2 separate regions of the Oryzias latipes genome follow, and region 1 is linked to region 2. A link is a contact called in public Hi-C data. All regions are on one chromosome and are shown on one strand. The core of a region is the stretch at or near the end of the contact, and the rest is flanking DNA. Distances in the headings are between cores, read along the strand shown. Region 1 holds the start of sdhaf2 (succinate dehydrogenase assembly factor 2, mitochondrial). Region 2 holds the start of sord (sorbitol dehydrogenase).

What was found. A called contact is a pair of places that touch in the nucleus more often than the background predicts.
Region 1: a contact with region 2 is called in a Hi-C map of embryo, with 2.1 times the contacts expected there. The contact joins the promoter of sdhaf2 here to the promoter of sord in region 2. A contact is called at or near these places in 4 of 5 Hi-C or Micro-C datasets (embryo, fibroblasts and gastrula embryo).

The regions. Positions count from the first base shown.
Region 1 is chr3:18,852,026-18,858,929 of ASM223467v1, forward strand. sdhaf2 (succinate dehydrogenase assembly factor 2, mitochondrial) reads right to left here and starts at 3,616. Exons shown (of 4, transcript XM_004067025.4): 1 at 3,494-3,616; 2 at 2,057-2,280; 3 at 1,268-1,377; 4 at 1-407. The coding sequence starts at 3,520. The coding sequence ends at 277. cpsf7 (cleavage and polyadenylation specificity factor subunit 7) reads left to right here and starts at 3,807. Exons shown (of 9, transcript XM_004067024.4): 1 at 3,807-4,283; 2 at 4,662-4,865; 3 at 5,597-5,700; 4 at 5,827-5,972; 5 at 6,057-6,429; 6 at 6,651-6,748. The coding sequence starts at 4,197.
Region 2 is chr3:18,679,072-18,685,536 of ASM223467v1, forward strand. sord (sorbitol dehydrogenase) reads left to right here and starts at 4,625. Exons shown (of 9, transcript XM_004067027.3): 1 at 4,625-4,807; 2 at 4,912-4,945; 3 at 5,346-5,510; 4 at 5,756-5,915; 5 at 6,440-6,465. The coding sequence starts at 4,754. It overlaps terb2 (telomere repeats-binding bouquet formation protein 2), which reads left to right. Exons shown (of 8, transcript XM_020713639.2): 1 at 1-1,310; 2 at 1,761-1,842; 3 at 1,930-2,069; 4 at 2,434-2,495; 5 at 2,584-2,645; 6 at 2,720-2,796; 7 at 3,203-3,294; 8 at 3,695-4,808. The coding sequence starts at 1,247. The coding sequence ends at 3,739.

The DNA of each region.
Region 1 (6,904 bases), core at 2,366-4,865, 170 kb after region 2:
TATTTGGATTTATTGAAGATCTCACACAAAAAGAAAATTTGAAAGTAATGAATCACAAAATTCCGATACATTTTCACAATAATAAATGCAATCCCGACTACACGGATGGTGAAATAAAAGAATCCAAGGGCTGGCTAAGAAATATATTTCCATGTGTCATTCACATCTATTTTATTTCATGCTGCTGAAGTAACACTGCTGACATTCCAAGTATTTTTCTGAAGATCTATTCCACATATCAGCATCCTTGTAACGAGTCGGAGAAGATCCAGAGGGTCACTGACTTTCCTTTTCCAGATACTCTAAGCTGGGTGCATCCAGCCTCTGTTCGTGGTTTCGGTTCTTTGTGAACTCCTTCAGCATGTCCATGACTTCACCTTGATACACCTCTGGTGTTGGATGAGCTTCTAGAAACAGAAGGTGGACAAGATTTGTTGTTTTTTCCAAAATATTGTTTGTACTTCTAAAATCTTTTACTGGATCCAAGAAGAAACAGAGAGGCAGATGGGTACACAACAGGGAGCCTGTCGGAGATCATCTCGGTTCAAATTAGGACAATCTGAAAATAGTATCACGGATGGCAGACACAACGAGAATTAAATATGAATTGTGCTCTTGGTGAAAATAAGAATATTTTTCTGTATATTGGTAATAAAGACACTACACAGGATTGTGTCCCTCTTAATATGTAATCTTGAAATGTCCTACTATGGATGCCCATGTGTGCCTCCGATATAGGGATTATTAATTAGATGAAAGTTTGTGTGCTCTACAGTGAAGCCTCTGCCAAAAAATGATGCCAACATAACAAATTTTAATATTTTATAATGTCAACAATTCACATAATGACAATGAGTGGCTTTTATCCTCAATTTTACCTTTTTTATTGACGTTTTAAATGACTCTACTTTTCTTTGATGTTCCAAATCAACTGTCCTTGATCTCTACATTTGTATTTTTTGTATAAAACAGCAGCCAAGATTTGAACCCCCAAACTTTAATTATGCTGAGAACAACGAAACTGTTATAAAAACATGGACATTCAATGATTTGAAATTGAATTGATTTTGTCCTCATGTTTACAGTATGAGCTAAATTTGTCTCAGATCAAAATCCATTGACTGCTTAACAGCTATTTTAAGTTTTATTGTTTGGGTCTAAACTATTCTCATTTCACGCTGGAGCTAGAAAGCTTTTAAGTTATAAATGAAATGTCCCAGAAATTAACAAACACAAGATTAAAAAAACAAGAGAATGAATATCTTACCTGTGGCCCAGTAGTAGATGTCCCAGTCATTGCTTGGTTCATTAATCAGTCTGTCGTACTGCAGCAGCTGACTTTCTGTCATTGTATTCAGGTATCGCTTTGCAAAAAGACTACAAAAGAAATTAGAATGCATTAAACCCTTTACTCACTTCCCTGAATAGAAATTCATAGATACTCCGTAGAGATGATTTCATTGCACATGAAAGAACCTTTCGCAATGACGACAAAGTAAAGGAGGAAAATTAAATTTGTTGAAAAAAAAAAAAGCCCAAACAATTGTCCAAAAATATACAAAAACTAAATCATGGGAACGGTGTTTTATTAAGGAAATACTTTATCAAGGAAATATTTGTTTAAGACGACAGTAAGTAGAACCTGCATGAAACTGCAAAAAAAAACTAAAATAACTAAGGACAATTACAGTCTAATTCATGGCGTATACTTATATAGCGCTTTTCTACCTACAAGGCACAAAGTGTTTTACAGTCACAGACCCAGTCACACACACATTCACACACTGGTGGCGGCTCCGCTGCCAAACACTGGCGCCAACCTCCCACCATGGGCAAGATCGGATTCAGTGTCTTGCCCAAGAACACATCGACTCATGGGCGTGCAAGGCGGGAATCGAACCTGCAATATTACGATCATGGGTCGACCGCCCTACCGCTGCACCACGGCCCCCCAAATTCATGCAGAATTCATGCAGAATAATTCATGCAGATGTCGTAAGGAGAAATTCTGAAACAATAGGTCTCTGGGATCTATTGTACCAGACTTGACATCAACCTGAGCAAGATGCAGTTCTCCAACATGCCCCTCTTGCGACTTTCATAAAGAAGCCGGCGTCTCTTGATGTTGATGGGCTCGTCTGGCTTTTCCAGCCATGGAGGCAAAGGGATCTCAATCAGGTCAAACTTATTGTCATCAGGAGCGTCTCCACGGTAACCACGGGATGAAACCATCCCTGTGATGGCTGGTCTCCATGATGCCTGACACAGTCCTGTTACAAGCTGGAATGAATCACACACAAAAAAGGACATCAGAGAAACACCTGAGTATTCCATTGTAAACCTATGATAAGTAAAGACATTTGGGTTGTTTTACTTTTCAAGTAAGGAAAATGAATTTGCAGGATAAGTAGCTAAGCTGAGTATGGGGGTTGTCATAGTCTACCTCCAGAATTTAATAGTTTTGGAGGATGGAATGGTATTTCTGACCACGACATCAATGAACACTTGTGGGAACAGTTTGGGGGTACTGCTTAAGCCACAGTGACCAACGCAACCACGTAAACCGACTTGCAACAAACGCCGGATGAAAGATGAAGTGCCAGCTGCAGCAGTGTGCAATGATGCTAATGAGCAGCACGAGGAGGAGTCAGGCTGTTGTGACTGTATACGCTTCTTCCACACACTTTATAGCCTCTTGTATCTTAAATGAACAGGTACTTTGTTGAAATGTCTTGGTTGTTCAAACTTAAATCCTCTTCTGCTTTGCCGCTCATTACACACAAGCATTTTACTTAAAAGCGTAGCACTTTAAAAAAAAAAAAAACTTTTTTCTAACAAGCACACCATTCCTTTTTGAGCTAAGTTTATTTACCTTTCAACGTGATGTCATGTTATGCAATCACTCTTTTAGCCCGTTTCATTAAACTTTGTTTAGGGATAGAAAAGGGCTACACATTTAAACGTTTTTTGCTAAGACTTTTTGTAATGTTTACTGGACAATAATCAAATCAAACTTTATTTATATAGCACCTTTCCTATTAAAAACGTACGAAAACTGTTTTACACTAAATCACTAATGTTACACGAATGTCTTTAATAGCTCATACTTTGCCTAGCATATCTAAAAGTAAAATTTAATTAAATTTTAAATTATAAGAAGTTTTGATCATTTTTGAAAAAGCTCTCCAGCAAGCAGAAAGTGACATTAAGCCAAGAGCACTAACATCAAACAATTCCCCTCAACTAAGATATTCTTAGGTAAAACATATACATATAATCAAGGATTTAAATCAAGGACATTACTTTTGTCTTCTCCGTTTCTGTACGAACAACGATGTTACACTTTGTTTGGTTTGATAAAACACGGTCGTCGACGAGACAATTACATAGCAGGGAACAATCTCTCTCAACGTGCTTTTTAACCCACTCTAAAGTCTGACTGTTCGGCAACCGTGTTTTAAACAAGTAAATAGTAAGTCAAGGAAAAACTCACTCTTTTCGCCACAAGACCAGACAACATCTTCACCTTCCTTGTGTAAAGTTGACAGATTGTTGTGCAATTACACAAGCAAATCTGTGCGTCGCCTTCAAAATTCCGACTGAAAACTCACGTTGGCGAATTTTACATAACTACAGACACTTTAAAGGCACTCATTCACGTAATTATGCCCAACTTCATGAAAAAAACATTTTTAAATGTCGGAATTGCGTTACTCTAAATTTTTGGTGTGTAAATGCAACTGTTTTAAATCAAATCGTAATAGGAACTTTAAACTAGGAACTATGTGTGGAATTTACTTTCTTGCCGGTTGGTAGTCACTGGTGCGTTCACGTTTTCACTGAAATGCTAAAACGTTAGCAGTAGCCAATCAGCAAGCGTGTATTCAGTAGTCTGGCATGGAATTGTTGTGCATTTAACGTGAAACGTAGTACACGTTTTATTGATTATTGATTTAAAAAGCCAATTTAGATCATTTAAATTCCGGTTTATTGCGTTTGGTGGTAGTTATCAGGTGAATTGTTCGCAAGCCTTCCGCAGCAAACGTTAACATTGTTTTAACTGTTAATGCTAGTAGTACTAGCGGTGCCTCAATTCACAAAGAAAGAGAATTTCTACAGACAGTGCTTGTAAAAACAGACTGTAAATTTTGTGGGCGGAAAAAAACAGCGCGAACTGCACATCCGAGGTTCTCGGAATGGCTGCAACACAGCTTGCAGCCGGATCATCCAGCACATCACAACAAGACCTCGATGACATATATGATGGCTTGAACGAACCAGAGGTACGCTAAAAACATTTTCAGAGTCAATAATAGAAAAAAAAACATGCACCTAGTTCGTTATATTGATACCACTTCGTTTGTGACAATGTATTTTCTGACAATATACGAACAAAAAAACAACAACTCGGATTTCTTAAGAAATGAGGAAATCAACGGTCACACTAAAAATATGAGGGTAACCTTACAGTTACCGTATATTTTAGAACAAATTGCTAGTTTAAATCCCTATTTCTTTTGACCATTTGAAAATATAAATTGTATGTTCATACCAGTGAGATCCTGAATTTGACATTTATCTCATTGTGTTTACTGCAGCTGTCTATGGACAAATGATATAAAACTATGCCTGATTTTTTTTATTATTATTATTCTTTACAGGATTTTGATAAAATTGCAGAAGCAAATGAACTTTTTGATGCCGTTTTAACTGGTTCTGTCAATCAAGACAAGAAGACATATATCAAAGAGGATGCTGCGCAGCACGCCCAAACAAAGAAAGATGGTAAATCCATCCAAATGGAGAAAACAGCTCAAGGAAATTCAAAGAGGAGACTGGCTATCTATATTGGAAATTTTCCCTGGGTAAGTCTGTAAAAGCGAAAGTAGAATTTAGCATTGAGCATCAGGTGGGTGCAGTCATTTTCCTCCTGTTGATGAGGTCCAAAGCACCTTATGGTAAAAGAGGCACCTGTTGCTAAAATTAAAGAATCGTATTGTTATAATAAATGGAAGAAAATTAAAATGTTTTTTTCAAATCTTATATTTGACTTTTTGATAACGTTTTTACTTTTTCTTAAAGGTGAAACTTTCTTCCTGCTTAAAAACACGACACTTGTAATTTCTTCTATGTGTGTAAGACAAACAGTAGTTAATTAATTTAAAAAAAAAAAACAATTGGTCTCTTGGTTTGGATGTAATTTACACAGTTATATGAAAATCCTGTGACAAATTTTAATATTCATAAGGAAATTAGAAATGCATTTTTAAAAATGATAGTCCAACAATTTCCTTAATGTTTCTTTGTTGTTTTTTAATTCGTATTTAGCTTCTTTCTTTTATTGCTTTTACACATAAAACATGGTTCTTGTTAGTAACCACCTCGGTGGCTAAGCCTCTGCCCTCAAACTAAAAAGCCAAAGACTCAGAGTTCCTCCTTACTTGGAAGCCAGCAGATCTACCCTGTACTTTTGCAGGTGTAGATCTGCCTTAACTGTATGTTAGCTTTGTGTTTATACTACAATCTTTTTGTCCATGTTTATCTTGTCTTCTAACCGTTTGTGGTTTTCTCCATTCAATCTTTTCTGTATCTGCAGTGGACATCTGACAAGGACCTCATGAGCATGGCTCAGAAGCTTGGCGTGAAGGACGTCACAGAAATCAGATTTGCCGAGAATAAAATCAATGGCCAGTCAAGAGGGTGACTTGCTTTTGAGAGATCTTTTACATTATTTCTATCAAAAACTACATGTTACAACTTGGTTTGGTATTTATATTGTATTTGTTTTTTCAATTTACATGCTTTGATGTTGCCTCTCTGTTGCAGCTATGCAGAGTTAGTGGTTGAAACAGAGGAGTCCCTCAAAAAAATGCTGGAAAGAATACCAAAGTGTAAAATCAACGGAGAAAGGATAGACTGTCGCTTTGCCACCCGCCAGAATCTCGTTATGTTTGAGGATGTTGCAAATAAGCGTAAGAGCACCACGAAATTAAGGGAATAAAACATTTATATCAATATATGAATACCAGTTTTTACTAACAGTGTATTGTCCACAGGTATACCTCTGCGCCTCAACTCAAGTCCCAAAGAACCTAATCTGGCAGAAAACTTTCCAGCTCCGTTTTCATCACAAGAGTCCAGTCCTTGCCCCGCTCCACTGCCACCGCCACCGCCATTTCCACCTCACCTACCTCATCCACCTCATCCACTTGCAAACAGCTTCCCTTCATCCCCAGTTCCTCCTTTTCCTTTCCATCCACCTCCACTCTTCCCACCAATGGCTCCAGGAATGTCACAACTTTCACCACCCTGTCTTTTTCCTCCTCAAATTCCCCAATGCCCTGGACAACCCTCTCCTAGTTTTCATTTAAATCCTGCATTCTTCAACCCACAAGATGGATACAACAACAATGCATACAGCCAACATAAGTAAGAAACTCATCTCATATCTCCAAAAAAAAATGTTCCTTTTGAGAATTTCTTTGAGATCAAACCAACACAACCAGGAATAGAGCAGGCTACATATCAAAATGTCTGATTCCCCTCAAATGGAATACGCTTAAAGTTGTTATTTTTCATTATATTTGGCAAGTTTTGTCTGAAGTAACTGATTTTGTCTTCGCTGTACAATAACTGCTGTTTGTCCAAAGATCACATGTTCCAGATGGAGATTTCGAGGAGCTAATGAACAGAAATCAAACCATTGCCAGCACTGCAATCACAAAAGCTGTGTCTGGAGCCACAGCTGGTAAGTTCAACTTATGAAATTCTAAAGTAAAGTGCAAGACAGAACGCTCGTGGGGAAAAATTAAAACGGAATGCACAGTTTCTAACCTGTTAGTTCCTAGAGACTGTTGAGTAGCTGAATATCACTATAAAATATTTATGATATTGTTTTAGCTTT
Region 2 (6,465 bases), core at 3,375-5,874:
GAATATGCTGGATTCTACTGTTCCAATATCAAATAGGTGCAACTGAACTGTGAATTGACAAATCTATGTTTAGTTTCATCTGCGCTAAAAACAAGCTCCATGTCTCTCTGGGAATCATGAAAGACTGTTGTCTATCAAAACGAAGTAAAATGTGCAAAACCACAGTATTTTCCATGTCTGTCATCTGAAACAGTCACAAACCCCAGATCCTTCCTGAATACCGGTACTCTAGATTACCTCTCTCAGGGTTCTTTGTTGGGTCTTTTTTTTTTCTTTTAACAAGTTTTCATATATACCAGGATTTATATTTAGAAACTGTTTTTTCTTACCACTGCTTTGTTGGAGTTAAATTTACCTTTTGTTTAAAGTCGGCATGGGCTGTGATTCAAAACAGACAAACTGTCGGAAGGATTTAAAACGTGGATGGATTCGAACGTTTAATTAATTTTTACCAGACTAAGACCGAAACCATTATATTAGTATAATCAAAATTAATAAATGGTCACCTAGTCCTATTGAACATTCAGTAAAGCAATTTAGGAGTAACCATACTTTAAACTAGAACAGAAGCATAGCTCTGTGGTTGTGTAATGTGTTTTCAAACAGGCTAAAACACAGTGATTTTACTGACATCTGGTGACAGGTGTAATAGAAGTGTGTCAGAAATCAATTAAACCGTAGGACCCAAAATGCAGGAGACAACGTTGGTGCGAGAAAATAAATGCTTTAAAAAGACAAAGCATGGCAGAGGATTTGACCAAAATGAGTTGAAAACAAAACACTCAATTAACTGAGGATGATTAACTGAAACGAACAGCTGTGGATAATTAGCAAATGAAACCGACAAGTGAGACTGTACCAAATAAGCTTGAAAACAAAACAGTACAAAAACAAAACACGAAAAACATTAAAAAAAATAAATAAAAAACCCACACAATTTTAGTGTAAAATATGAAAGATTGTAATAGCAAAAATCAAATAAAGACACAGCCAAGCGTGACCTTATGTTAAAGCCTCATAGTCACGCTGAAAAACAAGAGGGGAGGGGCGCTATTTCTCTTCTAGCAGAGCGATTACGTAAGCGGGATGCACTCGGAGGCAGGGCGCATTTTAAGGACTAACACCTGCTCAGACAGTCTTTACGCATGCCCATTCCAACACTTCCGGCAAAATTGGCGGGAAAAACAGCTCAAAATATATGTAATTTTAAACTAGCAAACATATTTGGGACTTTCCTATCAAAGTTATGTTTCAGTGTAGGACGGCCTGGTTTTCCAAAAGTGTGAATGAGGCACACCTCAAGTTTTGGGGTAAGAAATCTCTTTCCAACGGCTTCAAAACACAGATAAAATTGTGTATGTATTATTGTGTTATTGTAAAGTAATAATCTATTGTAAATATAGCTCCTCAAAAATACCAAAAATAAAAGTAAAAATTTTTGTTTTCACATGTAGCACAAAAGTATAGAAAGTTATATAGAAAATGTGATTTTTATTTTAAGTAAATAACTACACATTAAACTAAATGTCTAGTGTAGAAATTCGATCCTGCATATTTTAGATGCACCTGAACCCACATATTTGTGTGTGACCATAGGAGTACTATATATAGGAAAAATCAAGGTAAAATGTGGTAAATTTCCATTCATTGTGATGTCTTGGAAAAGGTTAAACTTTGAGTCTCCAAAGGACATGTAGAATAACACACACTTCTTAGATCTGCTTTGCTGGTTGCTTGTTTTGATGATACTTCTCTGGTAGTACAAGAAGGTGGGACCATCACAGGCTGGAGAAAAGCCGATTTCATCTTTAGTGAGGATGCAACATCCTCTGACACTTTAAGGTGAGACGAATGCTAGAATAAGAAAAAATAAAGAAGGGATACAAACAAATGGAAAAACCATTTCACATTTTTATTTCTTTTTTTAAGGATATTTGAGAGCAAAGATTTCCTCTGGGACAAAGTGACAGTTTTTCACAGCTTGTTCCTATTGACCTGTGAAAAAAGGCAGAGTGTGAAATCCGTATGCATTGGTCATTATGTGCTACCCCCAGTCCCAGTGCAGAACGGTGAGGATTACAACACGTTTATTGATTCACTGTAAGACACAAGTATATGGTATATACTTACTATAACTATATGAAGAAAGAACACTTTCACACAGCTTGTCTATGAAGATCATTATTGCCATCAGTGCTCATCTGTGGAAAAGCTGTTGCTTCATGTCAGGGAAAAAAACATTCAGAAAAATTGAAGCCATTGCAGATGTCCTAGATTTGCTTCTGGTACCTACAGGATATTTTTAGTTCTTGTTGTCTTTTAAGTGTATCAAGTTTTCTGTCTTTAGTTCAACCCCCCTCCCCCAAAAAGGTTCCTCCAGGCTTTAGCTATTCTTTTAGTTGTAACTAACTTAGTGTATTTCTATTGTTAAAGAGATGAGAAAGGCGGTTGGAAGATTGATTTGGGAGGGTGAAAGTGATCCATCAGTTACACAGGTAATTGTACCATTTAGGATAACATTTAGGACAGGTGGATTATGTAGGGTAATAGTTAAATATCCAAACTGACAATGTTTTTTTGCAGGAAAATTCAGTGAGTAGTAAATGCCTGGATGAGGAGAGCGGAGAAGAGCTCAGCGTAAGCAAGTGTGTTGACTTCACTGTGAGTCTTTGGAACTGAAGTGGAATTTGCACTTTTTTAATCCAGTCTTTGTGAACAGCTGTGAACCATCTGATGAAGATTCATCTCCTGAAAAGGAAAATCACCTAAGAAACAAAGCAAACGGTACTCTCACAGGTAAATTATTTGCACATCAAAGCTGCACTCTGGTCATCTTTTGTCCTGTTGTAAAAGCCTTCCCAGTTGTCTAGTTATGGTTATGCCATTTTTTTTTAACTCTTGATTTCTAGAACAAGGTTTTTGCAGAGTGACTGTAGTTTATTATAGATTGTTGGTGGGACTGTTGGTGCAGAGCCCCCCCCCATCATCCATAACTGAGACACATATGCATATATGTACACTCTCTTCTGCTAGCTTACAGCCCCAACACCATCAGACGTACATACGAAGACATGCATGACAAACATCAGAATGGAGCGGAGTAGTTAGCTTGTGACCTTCCCAGCGTATTTTCTATGTCACAAATACACTCGTTTTCAAAGGTCATGTTTTTCACCTGCTCCTGTGATTGCACTTCCTTTAGGTCAGGAGCCGAGCAGCAGCGTTCTGGATGAACAGCAGTTGTCTCACAGCACATTTACTGAGGCCATTTTGTTCATCTTACTACAGATAAAAGTGTGAATAAGTCTTTGTTGGTTTGGTTTGGTATTCTTTTTATTCTTTAGTGATACTAAAAGTGTTTATCTTTATTTAAAATAGGTCAAAAGAACATATAAAAATGGTCAACTTATCTGTTTTTTAAAAGACAAAAAGATTTTTCCTTATCAACTTATATGTTAAAGTAACAAGATTTCAGTTCATCTGGAAGCAGTTAAGCAAAATCTTTTTCAGATTTAAAGTTTTTTTTTTTATGGCTCATCAAGTTAGATCAATTTATAATAAGCCTATTTTTAAAAAGTGAACGTCTATATTCTAAATTTGAATATTGTCCCTGTTGATTGTTATTTATTGATTCATATGAAACTCCCCAAAAAAATTGATGGAGGTTTGCTTGTTTCTTGTTTGGTTCCATCAGGGTACATCAGCATGGACAGCCTGCAGAAATATTCAGGTGAACTGAGTGATTATTATCCAAAGCATTTCCCATGCTTGAACTGTGGAGCCTGCGTCTGTTTGACCCCCCCCATAACCAAAAGAAAGGCTGACAAAAAACTTGACACAATCTAAAAATGATGGACGCTGTATTTTGTCACAGTACAGTGTTTATAGCAGTGGTTATTAAACATTTATGTTAAGGTCCATTGTTGCCAAGCTGGGCCTTTTGGAATGCCTACATTTGGTTTTACAAAAGCATTTGATTGGTTGATTTGCAAGAAACCAGTTTTTCTTCCTGTTTCTAAGTGAAATAAGATCAACCTCTGCTGTTTAAGATTATTTAAGATCAACTATCGAGAAATAAAGTTTTTGTTAGACCAGATACCTTCTGAGTTGTTATTTTGAGTCTCTTTACTTGTTTCTTCTTTGTTTGATTTGATTAAACCAGCCATCATTGTTATCATTTGTTAGGCCAGTTTCTACCAGAATCCCAAAGAGCTGATGCAATAAACCAGTTTCTCAGTTTAAATATCACTTGTCTCTTCTGTATGATTTGTACTGAAAAGAAATGGAAACATGTCATTTTAAAAACTATGCAGAAGAATGATTATTTGTCTTAATAGGTTTACATCCTGGTTCTGTCTGTTTGTCAGTCATTGGCTCTGCCCAAAAGCCAGTTAAAATTGTTAAAAATGTTCGATTTTAGTTAGCTTTCTAGTGAGTTAAAATTAACACCTCAAAATGTTCATTTTTTTATAACGACTGGTACTTTTACTAAATAAAAAAAAGCGGACTAAAGGAATTTCCAAAGCGGTTTTCAGACATCAATGGATTCGCGCTCACCCCTCTTAAATGGACTCTTCCGCTTCTAGCTGACCAATCAACTGCTCTGTTGTGAGAGCAGCCCCGCCCTCCGAGACTGTTCTTACGTGAGGGTCGTGTATGTGTTTTGACACTGACAGCGTCTGACGAGCTCTAAGACTCTGCCCTGAAAGATCCACGCTCGACGACTTTATTTTGTCCGCGTTAGGCTTCCGTCATGGCTCAGGAGAATCTGTCCGTGGTCCTACACTCTAAGGGAGACCTCAGGCTTGTACGAAACCCCACATTCTTATGACAACTTTCGCGTTCGGCTTGCAGTTCAGTTGGCACGCACTGAATGGCTTTGTTTTCTTCTGAAACGTTTATTGTTTGCAGGAAAACCGCCCCGTGCCGGAGCCAGGACCGAATGGTAAAGAAAGTCTTTTTTTGGGAGGGGGGATGGGGCTGCATGTAGAATTGTGTTGTAAGCATGGAGCATTCAGAGCACCTCATTGATCAGTTCAGAGTCCAAGCCTCCGCAGGGCTTCCTTTACTCTCACTGTAGCAAATGCAGTAAAAAAGACAAGAAAGTTTGGTTTCAAAAGATCAAATTCGTCCACTGGAAATTAAATCCTTTTTTTATTTTGTTATTTTTATGCGTGTGACATATTTTTTAACGGAAAATTTACAATAGACAAGCTTTAGATTTGCTTCTTTCTTCTCAACTTCAGATCAGTTGAAAAATCCTTAAAATAATTGTGATGACTTCCGTTTGTAAAATGATCCTAACATGAAAAAGAACAAGACTGACTGTCATGTCTTGCATGTAGATGTTTTGCTGCAGATGCACTCTGTTGGAATTTGTGGATCAGACGTGCATTACTGGCAACATGGCCGAATTGGGGACTTTGTGCTCACAAAGCCAATGGTCCTGGGACACGAGGCTGCAGGAACAGTGGTGAAAATTGGCTCCCAAGTCAAGCACCTTAAAGTTGGTGAGTGCAGCCTGTTTGGTCTGATTTTTTTCCCCATTTAGAAAAAGCTTATCAGATATGATATCTGCACCTGGTCTATAGGGTTTCACAGATTATTTAGATATGTTTATCTGTTTTGTATTATTTACCGCCCCATAAAGGACTCAAACAAAGTGTCTACCTTTAGCCTTATCTTTTTACAATGCTATCATCAGTTCATACTACAAAGGAGTCAGTTTTTGCACAGTCTTCTTGATTTTTCTTAGGGGACAGAGTGGCTATTGAACCTGGCGTACCCCGCGAGATGGACGAGTTTTTCAAAAGTGGACGATATAACTTGTCCCCCACCATCTTCTTCTGTGCCACACCTCCAGATGACGGAAACCTGTGCCAATACTACACGCACAGTGCCAACTTCTGCTACAAGTAACAGTCTTTTCAACATTGCATTTAGGCCTGCACTATTTATCGCAAATTTATCGCTATCACGACTTCAAGCTGTGCAATATCCATATCGCAAATAGTCAGCAAAAATCGCAATAAATGGTAAACCTTAAATGTGCTGAAACAATCTCCATGGCAACTTGAACTATTTAATAAATTAAATAAATCCCTGTAAGCATTTGAGCAATCAGATGAAGCCCTTCATGTTGTTGACCAATCGGATGGAGCTTTTCTGTTAGATGTTGCCCTCCTAATTAGAGGAGGGTCATTTGGAGAATTTGGACTTTTATTTAAATGAAACCTTTGCAGTGATATGGAAATGTTTTTGCTATTTGTTAATTTATCGCAAGTTATATTGTCTTCGCAATATTGATCACTAATATCGCATATCGTGAGTTTTCCTCATACCGTACAGCCCTAACTTCATTACTTCACACCAAGGACATGATGCCATAAATGCCTCTTGCTTAACAAGCAGGTTTTTGTCTGACACTATTTCTGTCCAGATTGCCTGATAATGTCACCTTTGAGG